2 separate regions of the Gossypium hirsutum genome follow, and region 2 is linked to region 1. A link is a contact called in public Hi-C data. All regions are on one chromosome and are shown on one strand. Each heading gives the region's core, a stretch centred on a gene start, on an enhancer-like site or on the middle of the called end of the contact. The rest is flanking DNA. Distances are from core to core; before and after follow the strand shown.

Evidence for each region. A called contact is a pair of places that touch in the nucleus more often than the background predicts.
Region 2: a Hi-C map of leaf shows a contact between it and region 1, with 2.3 times the contacts expected there. The contact joins the promoter of LOC107917987 here to the promoter of LOC107917980 in region 1. A contact is called at or near these places in 2 of 34 Hi-C or Micro-C datasets (both in leaf).

Annotation. Positions count from the first base shown.
Region 1 is chrA01:20,854,114-20,859,867 of Gossypium_hirsutum_v2.1, reverse strand. LOC107917980 (prolyl endopeptidase) reads left to right here and starts at 2,447. Exons shown (of 12, transcript XM_016847444.2): 1 at 2,447-2,909; 2 at 2,998-3,217; 3 at 3,316-3,516; 4 at 3,614-3,684; 5 at 3,783-3,945; 6 at 4,227-4,820; 7 at 4,905-5,285; 8 at 5,392-5,467; 9 at 5,567-5,630. The coding sequence starts at 2,650. LOC107918106 (prolyl endopeptidase) reads left to right here. Exons shown (of 12, transcript XM_016847619.2): 7 at 1-61; 8 at 137-212; 9 at 286-349; 10 at 452-587; 11 at 700-813; 12 at 902-1,215. The coding sequence ends at 967.
Region 2 is chrA01:21,374,190-21,379,943 of Gossypium_hirsutum_v2.1, reverse strand. It overlaps LOC107917987 (ribonuclease P protein subunit p25-like protein), which reads right to left and starts at 3,465. Exons shown (of 9, transcript XM_016847453.2): 1 at 3,194-3,465; 2 at 2,986-3,108; 3 at 2,761-2,841; 4 at 2,575-2,663; 5 at 2,398-2,472; 6 at 2,047-2,108; 7 at 1,899-1,958; 8 at 1,566-1,754; 9 at 751-1,287. The coding sequence starts at 3,108. The coding sequence ends at 1,211.

The DNA.
Region 1 (5,754 bases), core at 1,198-3,697:
AAAGCTATGTATTGAAGGGGGAAGCAACGGTGGGCTTCTAGTTGGGGCTTGCATAAATCAGGTTTACTTCTCTTTCATTTATTGTTTTCCTTGACCGTAAATTGTTCAAAATATTAAGTCATTTTCCTTTCTCCAGAGACCTGAGCTTTTTGGTTGTGCGTTGGCTCATGTTGGTGTCATGGACATGTTGAGGTTTCACAAATTCACCATAGGTTAGTTTCTTTTGACCTTCTTTATATTAGATGATCACTGTTATATGTTGATTAAAGTTTTGGATTGAATTAGGCCATGCTTGGACATGTGATTTTGGCTGTTCTGACAAAGAAGAAGATTTCAACTGGCTTATCAAGTAAGTCAAAATTTATATTACTTTGGCATCTGATTATGAATTAACTTGAGACAAGGTTTTGGACATTGAACTAGCTGTTGGGTTCTACCTTATGTTTATGAGGTACTCACCATTACATAATGTAAGGAGACCATGGGAGAAACTTCCTGGTAGAATGTTGCAATATCCATCCACTATGCTATTGACTGCAGATCACGATGATCGTGTCGTTCCGTTACATTCATTGAAGATGTTGGCAGTAAGTTCCTTCTGAATACTCGTACTAGTTTCTACTTGTTCGATCCACCCGCATAGGAAGCCTGGAAATTCCACCACTTGTAAGGGCACTTGGTTTCTTTGTTCTTTTTCAGACAATGCAACATGTTCTGTGTACGAGCTTGGAGAACAGTCCCCAGACTAATCCGATTGTTGGACGTATTGAGTGTAAGGCCGGTCATGGATGTGGACGTCCAACACATAAACTGGTAATCAGAGTCGTTAACCTTGTAAAGTTATCATCTTTTTAGCCACTCCCTGGACTATATTTCACCTTATGGCGTTTTTTTCCTGCAGATTGATGAAGCTGCTGACAGGTATAGCTTCATGGCTAAGGTGTTAGGTGCATCTTGGATAGAGTAACTCATACCAAATATGAAAATCTTCGTAGAGATAGGTCAAACTTTTTTCCCGACGTGAAACTACAAGAAACTATGTTACAGTGATATATGTAGTTAAAAATTTACTCATAGTTAGAATTCACAACGTTAACCTCAGGCTATATTTACAAACTATTACTTGTAAAGGAAACATGGATCAAGATAACAATAAAGTGTTCCTTATACTGAGTACGCACATACATAATTAATTGATGATCTAATGTTTATGTATGTCATCATGTGCCGAATTTTATACACAATTTATCTGATATTCTTTGAGCAAGATATTCTCGCTTTTCCTTCTTAAGATAGAGAACATTAACTGCATATATTCTATTAAATCAATACTTTAGATTTCCACTTGGTAGAAACTTAGGCGATTCTTGGACTGCCTGAGAATCCAGTTTAAAAGACATGGGATTGTAGATTCGTTGCCCACTTCTAAAGGAACATGATACTGCCAAATGCCTATCTATAACTAAATGACACACAAGTCTGGCGTCAAAGAATAGAATGTTGGTGTGGGCATGTGGGGGATAAAAGAAAACTTACCAAAAAGTAACGAAGGCTTCAAAGCATGTATCAATATTGATGTGGCGGAGATAAAAGTAAACTTAAGAGAGAATTGAAAACACAAATATTTACGTGAAAAACTCTTCCGAAGAGGATTAAAATCACGAACAAAGGAGGCTTCGGCTTATCATTAAACGAGTAAACAAAAGAGAGTATAATATGTTGCTAAATGTACTAAATTTACAAACTCAAACTCCAAAAACAAAGCTCTAACTCAAGAATAAACTTCTTTTTATAATTACCATGAAAACTCTCATCAAAACTCATTTGCGACTACATCTTGTCACCCAGAAGAAAAACCCAAGAGTACTATATGTCCCTAAAGTAATCATAGATCGACTGATAAAATATTAGAGTTCTACTCATACTAAAATATTCCTGAAGTAATTATAGATCGACTGATAAAAGATAGCAAAGTTTAATTAGGAGAAGATAATTTTGGTGGGAAACACGTCACAATGTTCTTATTTGCGTTGTCACGACGTCGCCGGCTAACTTTTGTAAGTTCCTGCAAATTGTTCCTTAAATGTGAGGCACATCTCATAAAATTACTGACAAATGAATCTCGATGATATAAAGAAACCTAATGATTATCTACATTTTACACTGATAGACTGCAATAATATTAATTTTTATAAAAAAATTCTATATTAATTTTTTATAAAATAATCTAGGAATATAAAAAATGGTGGAAAAATATAATCAAAGTATACTTAAATCTTCTTTTTAAGTGTCACATATAAATAAAATTTCGCTCATATCTCTTTATAAAAATATAGCTACCTAAATGAATACTCATATGTTTTTAACCATAAATGAATTTAAAAGAAATCACTCATCACTAAGGAATACTTATAATTTTTGGTTAAAGTAAAATCTTGTGTTTTTCATACGTTGGAAAACATTGAACTTGAAATAGATTAAGACAGAATTAGAGTTGAATTACTAGCGTAGGCGGGTCTTTTTCTTTTTTAAGGAATAATGTACAGATAAGCAAATAAAAGATTCGAAGAAAACTGGAAAAGTCTGTTTAGCCAGCCCCAGACGACCTTTAACCTAGTCAAGCCGTTTCTTTTTCCCTATTTCTAATAGATGATTTCACGCGCATGCCACGCGCTCCTTTTTAATCTTCCTTACACTACGCGCCGTCTCGGAAACCTCGCTCCCAATCTAATAGTAAAAGTCTCAGCTCCACGGAAGAGTCGCCGTTGCCTCAACCCTTTCGTTTCGACTGCTAGTCTCATGGGTTCAGTTTCTGCGTTGAAAGAGCCTTTAGAGTATCCAATTTCTCGCAGAGACGACTCTGTCGTTGACGATTACCATGGCGTTAAGATTGCTGACCCTTATCGATGGTATCCTATTTCATTAAAATTTCCATCATTTTATTCAAATTTTATATCGATTATTTTGAAGATATTATTCAATCATTTCGCTTCCTAGGCTTGAAGATCCCGATGCTGAGGAAGTAAAGGATTTTGTTCAGAAACAGGTAAAATTAACCGAATCGGTGCTTCAGCAGTGCGAAGCAAAAGATAAGCTTCGCGAGAAAATCACCAAGCTTTTTGATCACCCACGTTATGAGGTCCCATTCAAGCGAGGCAATAAGTATTTCTATTTCCATAACACTGGACTTCAAGCACAAAATGTCCTTTATGTCCAGGTTCGTAATCCAAGAATTCTATTCAAATGGATTTTATTTTTTTCGTACATAAAAAGGGATTCAAGAGCTGATCTGATGTTGAGTTTTTCTTTTTCCAGGATAGTTTGGAAGGAGAAGCTCAAGTATTGCTTGACCCCAATTCGCTTAGTGAGGATGGAACCGTGTCTTTGAGCTCCTTGTCTGTAAGTGAGGATGCTAAGTATTTGGCATATGGGCTTAGTTCCAGTGGCAGTGATTGGGTGACGATTAAAGTGATGCGAGTTGAGGATAAATCAGCTGAGCCTGATACTTTATCATGGGTGAGCTGATTGATTTGAGTCTTTGAGTGTTCAATTTTGTTTCAAGAGTCTGTTGATTGATTATCCTGCTAACCTTGCAATTCAATTCTGTTCACAGGTAAAGTTTTCAGGTATAAGTTGGACCCATGATAGCCAAGGGTTCTTCTATAGTCGTTATCCAGCACCTAAGTAAGTAAAAATGATGTTCTGATTGGAGTAGAGACGGACCTTTTTTTTTTTTTAATTCTGAAAATAGAAAATAAGGTTATGGTATGTTTATTATGTAGAGAGGGAGAAAATGTTGACGCTGGGACAGAGACCGATTCTAACCTTAATCAACAGCTATACTATCATTTTCTCGGTACAGATCAATCTGAAGATATTTTATGCTGGAGAGATCCTGAAAATCCTAAGCACTTTGTGGCAGGTGGTATCACAGATGATGGAAAGGTAAATGGATGTCATGTTTGGCAACTAGAAATGTATGAACAACTTGGAAGGCAATCTAGTTTTCACATCTTTTTTCCTTGTATTCAAGTTGTAGTATCAAGCAACTTCTTTTAACTTAATTTCACTATATTTTCATGTTTCCAAAGAGTTAAATCATAATGCTGCTAATAGAACTACTAGTGCACTGTTCTAACTGAAAGAGAGTCTGGAGATAAAATGCCAGGAGAAAGCAAATTTAATATTTTCTCATTCTATTTTTCCTTTTAAATTTTGTTGTGCAGTATCTTGTCCTAACCATTGGGGAGAGTTGTGACCCTGTCAATAAACTATACTACTGCGACATATCCTCACTTCCTGAAGGTCTTGAAGGTTTCAGGAATAAGGATGGTCTTCTCCCATTTGTCAAGTTGATTGATACATTTGATGCTCAATATGAAGCTATTGCAAATGATGATACAGTTTTTACTTTCCTTACGAATAAAGATGCCCCTAAATATAAAGTAGTCCGAGTAGATCTGAAGGAACCAAGTAACTGGATTGATGTCATCCCAGAAGCTGAAAAGGATGTGCTTGAATCAGTATATGCTGTAAATGTTAATAAATTGATCGTCAGTTACCTGAGTGATGTGAAGTATGTGCTGCAAGTAAGGAATTTGAAAACAGGATCACTGCTGCATCAGTTGCCAATTGACATTGGGTCTGTTTATGGGATTTCAGCAAGAAGGGAAGACAGTGTGGCTTTTATTGGTTTTACCAGCTTTCTTACTCCAGGTATTGTATATCAGTGCAATCTAGGCACTGAGACACCAGATATGAAGATATTCCGTGAAATTAGTGTTCCTGGATTTGACCGCTCAGAGTATGAAGTCAATCAGGTAACTATTGCAGCAATCTGGTGATGTTAAACTTCCAATGGCATGCATTTAGTATGTTCTCTTATTCTTTTATTTGCATTTCAGGTATTTGTGCCAAGTAAGGATGGTACGAAGATTCCAATGTTCATTGTGGGCAGGAAGAACATTAATTTGGATGGATCACACCCTTGTTTGCTATATGGATATGGTGGGTTTAACATTAGTCTCACACCAACATTCAGTGTGAGTCGTATTGTACTTACAAGGCATCTCGGTGCTTTTTATTGTGTTGCCAACATTCGTGGTGGGGGAGAATATGGAGAGGAGTGGCATAAAGCTGGTGCTCTTTCCAAGAAGCAAAATTGCTTTGATGACTTCATTTCGGCTGCTGAGTATCTTATATCTGCTGGCTATACTCGGTCTGAAAAGTTGTGTATTGAAGGTGGAAGCAATGGTGGGCTTCTCATTGGGGCTTGCATAAACCAGGTTGACTGAAATTTGCTTGACTGGGTTTTTTTTTTTTTTTTGTATATATAATTCCTTGTATCTATATGTTATAGTATTCATTATTGATCTATTTTGTTTTTGGCAGAGACCAGATCTTTTTGGTTGTGCTTTGGCTCATGTTGGTGTGCTGGACATGTTACGATTTCACAAGTTCACCATCGGTTAGTATGCTCTGCATCTTTTAACTCTATGGTATACTTATTTTAGTGTTATATATATGCATGTATGTAAATATATGTTGATGAATATTCTTTTTGAAGGCCATGCATGGACATCGGATTATGGATGTTCTGACAAGGAGGAAGAGTTTCACTGGCTGATCAAGTGAGTGACTTTCTTTTGTTGGAAACTTCCATTTAATTCAAATATTCAGCTTTGTAATATGGTTATAAATCAGACTTCTATTAGCAAATATCTGATCTGGTCTGATGTCAAACATGGATGAAAA
Region 2 (5,754 bases), core at 2,216-4,715, 520 kb before region 1:
TATCCAGAGTTCGTCATACTATTCATAATCTCTCTAATACATTTTCTCTACGGCTTGGTAAACTTCATGCGTTTTTTTTTGGATGTTGAGGTGATTCCACATACTAGGGGTCTTTACCTATCTCGACACAAATATATTGCTGATCTTTTGCATTATGTCAGTATACATGATACCAAAGGTGGTATGAAAGATTGTACTACTTTGGAGTGTTCCTCCTGACGACCCCATTGCTGATGGATCTTACTATTGAAAGATTGTTGGCAAGCTTCAATATTTAGCTTTCACGTGACCTGACGTTGCCTGCTTTCACAATTCGTGTATTGTCCGCCAAGCACACTAGAAGGCAGTAAAACGACTGCTAAAGTATCTCAATCGCAGCTCTTGTTTTGGTCTTCAAATTGCTCGTGAACATGACAGCCGCCTTCTCATTTCTTTTAATTTTGATCAGGCTTGTGATCACTTCCGCTATTGGCTAGGTTATTTGTTTTTATTGTGTTTCAATTTCTTGTTCCTCAAAAATATAAGGTGCAGTGTTTTGCTCCTCAACAAAGGTTGGATACCGAGCAGTTGCTACTGCATTAAGCTTAAATTAGTCAACTTAGCTGAAACAAAAGTGCGGAGGTATCACTACTGACCTTTCAAATGGCTAGTGATTTGTGTATAAGTTGGGTTGAACAAATAATGGAATCTTTTATTTTAACCCAAGCTTAGTGAAGGCGAAGTGTAAGTAGCAAACTCTAAAACAAAATATAAAGGGAAAAATTTTCTTTTACAATTGTTCAAAACATATAAAGCTAAGGCTACAAAATAAACCAAAAAAGAAAGACATTCTGCCTCCCTATGGTGTGAGGCGGCTGCACTATTGAAAACCTTAAATGCAACTATTCTAAGACTACCCATGAACATCAACACGAAAACATCCTAAAGTTAAAACTGCTAGTAATAAACAACGAAGAAAAAAATGAGAACACCCTAAGACTATAAAATAAAGAACAGACAAGATAAACGAAAAGGAGAAAAAATTCAACATCCTAAAGTTAAAACTGCTAGTAATAAACAACGAAGAAAAAAATGAGAACACCCTAAGACTATAAAATAAAGAACAGACAAGATAAACGAAAAGGAGAAAAAATTCATAAACATATAACTAGATAAGCATAGCATCCACCACCGTCATTTCCATATCATTCAAGGAATGCCACACACCACCTCATGCAGCTGCATGGATTGGCCCATTAGATCTAAACCCACGGCCCCTTCCACGGTATCCCCTGCCACGACCACGACCTTCAAAGAGCAAATCAAGAACCATTAAGCAAGTCCCCTTCAGGCCAACAAGTCTATGCTTGCATCTCCTCATTAACTTCTTTTAGTGCCACATCATCTTACTAGTATTCCAAGTGCATTTTTTTATTCACCGTGTTTAAAATAGTTCAAATTGCAACACGTCAAGGGAAAAAATAGAACCAAAAAAATGGGTCATTATGTATATGCACACCACAGTCCATGAGGAAAACCATTAAACATGCTAACACTTTATGGAAACTAAAACATGGAAAACTCACCACGGCCACCTTGGGGAGGGGCTTCATAATTGTAGCCTTCATCTTGCAGCCTATCGAACTGAGGTCCATTGTATCCTCCACGTCCACGGCCCCGGACCCCACGTCCTCTTCCTCGACCTCTACCCCTAGCATAGCCACGAGTGCGGTCCCAGCTTCCGTCCTCATACTCAGCAGAGACAAAACCGTTCCCTGAATAAGAATACAATTAAATATCTGCCTCAATATTTCTTACATTACATTCAATAAAATTTAGAGCCATGGTAAGTCTTGAACCAAACACAACAAAACATTACATCTAACAGGGTGCATATCAAACACTCAAAACCAGCATACCTCTACTCCTCGGCCTTCCTCTACCACCACGGCCCCTACCTCGGTCATTAGGTGAGCCCTCTGCTAAACAAAAAGAAATCTATAAAAGGAAATATGGGCATTCAGCATAACCCAAAGAAATAGTGCAGGAAAGAAATGTGTCCAGTACCTCCTTCATGATCGACTTCTGTGGATGCTTTCACCTGATCAGCTGGTAATGGAGGCTGGTACCTGGATGAAGTGATTCATGAGTCACTGACCAACTTTGAGAATTCAAAGTCAACTAAACCATCAAGCCACCATCATGAGAGCATTAAACCTTCCATTTGCTAAAATTCTCCAGTTTCCCACATTCATAAAAATGTAAATAAACTAGCACGGTTGTAAAAAAGCCAAGTCCAACTTGCTTCATATTAACAAAAAGAAACCATTTGACCTTCACTTAAAAATTAAAGCTAAACAAGTATAATGAGGAACAATGTACTTGTATCAGTAAAGAAAAACAAGTGCAGGAAGTTACCCAACAGAGGACGTATTCAATTCTTTTTTCGAAAGGGTTATAGTGATCATTGACACATGCCTGGTGGTCTCCAATCTGTGATAATTAAACAAATTACTAAATTCCCTAAAGAAACAGATTAAGTTCATAGAAAACTCTAAACCTTTATTGCAAAAAGGTTTTAAATATAGCTCTTACGGAAGAAGTCCTTCCTCCAGAGGCTCCCACATATCTGTTATATCCATGGATCCAATTGATGTAATCTGATGTAAACCAACGATTCTTCTCTGCATTAGAAGTACATGGAAGACATTGTCAGCCTCCTTAAACAAGAATCAAAAGAATAAAACCCTTCACATAGATTAAAAAGGTAATTTAATTTACCTTAATTAACTCCACAATGGTCACAGTCTTGTTAATGGCCCTTCCCATTGCCTTAAAAACTACTTGACTCGATCCCTTCTCCTATAAAACAAAAATCGTTTTACGAACACTTGAAGATATTAGACTTTTTTCAAAAGCATCGAAAGTTTTCTCAAAAGCATCGAACACCCAAATGAAATAAAGTTCTAAATACCCAGAAATTAAACCAAAAAGAAAAAAGAAAACCTGGAGCAGAGTCATAGCATAAGTGATATAACTACGCATCCTTCCTTGACTGGTAATCCGAATCTCATTCTCGTCAATGGGTGTCTCTGCTTTCGGCTTCTCCACCCTCTGGTAACGATCCATCTATCCACCGCCCAAAAAAAAATTAGAAAAGATGAAAGAGAAGCAAAAGCGAAGGAAAAATAGGATTAGATCTGAAAAATACAACCTGAAAGGATTTGGAAAAGGAGTAGTAAAGGAAATAATGGGGGGAATAAGCTCAACCAAGAGAGAGCCCTCTTCTACGGCTTATATTTCTTTTCTTTTACGCCCTAAAGCCGCTCTCTCCAGATGTTTCTTCTTACTTTTATATCTTCTAAAACTGCCCTAACCGACTCCTTTACCCGGTTCACCCGATTTATCTCCTTCCCGTGAATCAAACCGTGACTTTTTTATCAAGTGCCATGCCGTTGTTTAAGAAGAAACACTACTACTCATCTTAAATTTTTAACTGTTTATTTAATTCATAATATATAATACCATTTAAACACTTAAACACGAGTGAAATCCAACATCAATTTTATTAATAAAATTATATAAATATTCATTCATATTTAAGATATTACATTATTCATAAAAAAATGTAATGCGATGAGATTTTGAATTTATGTCATTTATATTAATAAAATCTTAATTTTATCGTTCAATCAAAGTTTTATTTTATTATGTTTTGTTCACTTTATTTTTATATATCTATATTCATGCTATTTATAAAATCATTTACTGAGTGGGTGTCACCAATCAACCGAGTCTCAATTCAATTAAGAATTATAAAAACAACACATTCTATTTAAAAAGTTATATGATTATGTGGGTATTTTTTACTTTTTATATCTTTATAAATCAATAAAAATTTGTCTATAATAAGATTTGGACCAAGTACACCATGTGAATAAATTTTTTTTCTTTTATCATATTATATTTGCATCTATACTTATTTTATTTATAAAAAGTAGGTGCCCACTCTAAAAAGGAATTATAAAATAAAAAATCATTTTATTTGCAAATTAAATTATATGATTAAGTAGGTGTTTTTGACTTTAATAAACATGTTTGTTATATATTTGTATATCTATACTATTTATAAGGTCATTTATTGAGTTGGTATCACCCATCAATCAATCAGGTTCTAACATAGTAAGTGAAATTAATTTGATGTCGTAAATTATATTATTTTAAGGTATTTTATTTTTTATTTAAAAAATTAATAAAAAGATGCATAAAATGATATTTGAAGCCATGCCAATTAGGTTAGTAAAACCTCAAATTTATCACTTTACCAAAATTTTATTTTAACAATATATACATTTTAATTTTGTTATGCACATTTTATTACCTCCATCAATTGTATATATATACTATTAATCAAATCTCTTACTGAGTTGGTGTCACAAGTCAATCGTTCACTGATTTGATTACGTAAATTACAAAAATATCATCCCGTATGTAAAATAAGTCATATTGTTTGAGGGTATTTTAATTTTTCATTTTAACAAAAACCAATAAAAATATGCAAATAGTGGGATTTAAACCCACATCAATTGCATTAGTAAAATTTTTAATTTACCACTCAATTAAAGCTTCATCTTGATATTTTTGTACATTTTAATTTTATTATACGTATTTTATTACCTCCACCGATTGTATATATTAATAATGCAGTTGATTGAGTTAGTGTTACAAATTAACTCGACACTGACTCAAGATTGATCACAACAAAATGATAAATAATTTAATCAATTTTTTAAATATTACAATGTGCATATTTCATGTGTTATTATTGATAGGTTTCAGACCATTAGTTTCATTATTTATTGTATATTATTTATAAATACACATTTGTGTACTAAATTTATGGTTTCTACACTTATACACGTGTAATGGAATTTTTATATTAATAATGTTGATTCGGTTAGTGTTACAAATTAACTAGACACCAACTCAGGATTAATGACAAAACAATAATAAGCAATTGTAATTATTTAGTATTCTTAATCTGATATATTTTTATGATTAAATTTAGTTTTACTACAATTTAATCTAATATTTTTCAATTTAATATAGTACATTTTCATGTGATTCCATTAATTAGTTCAAAATCATACTTTTTATTATTATTTATTGTATGTTACTTTTAAATACACCTCTATGTTCTAAATACATTATTTTCACAAACATACTCGTGTGATAAAATTTCTAGTATTAATAATGTTGTTGATTGATGTGTCACAAATTAACTCAACACCAACTCAATATTGATGACAATACCATGATAAATAATTGTATTATTTTAGTATTCTTAATATTATATTTTTTTTGTTTAAATTTCTTTTTACTCATAATTTAATCTATTTTTTCTAATTTTAATATCATATCATGTGTTATTATTAATTAATTTCAAACTATATATTTTATTATTTCTTGTATATTATTTTTAAACACATTTTTGTATTCTAAATATGTTATTTTCATATATATATATATATAATATGTGATAAATTTTCTAATATAATGGAAAATACTTTTTATTGAATTTGATTATATAACATTTTCTAAATATTTTTCCTTTACTCACATGGCAAATATTACATGTATTTAAAGCTAAATAAACAAATGAAAAGGTTGAATATGCAATTATAAGGTTTTTTATTCTTGATTTGATTATGCAAGGTTGCTCATCATTATTTTAGAAAACATTGAGTGACAATTGAGATTTTTTTTTTCTTACAT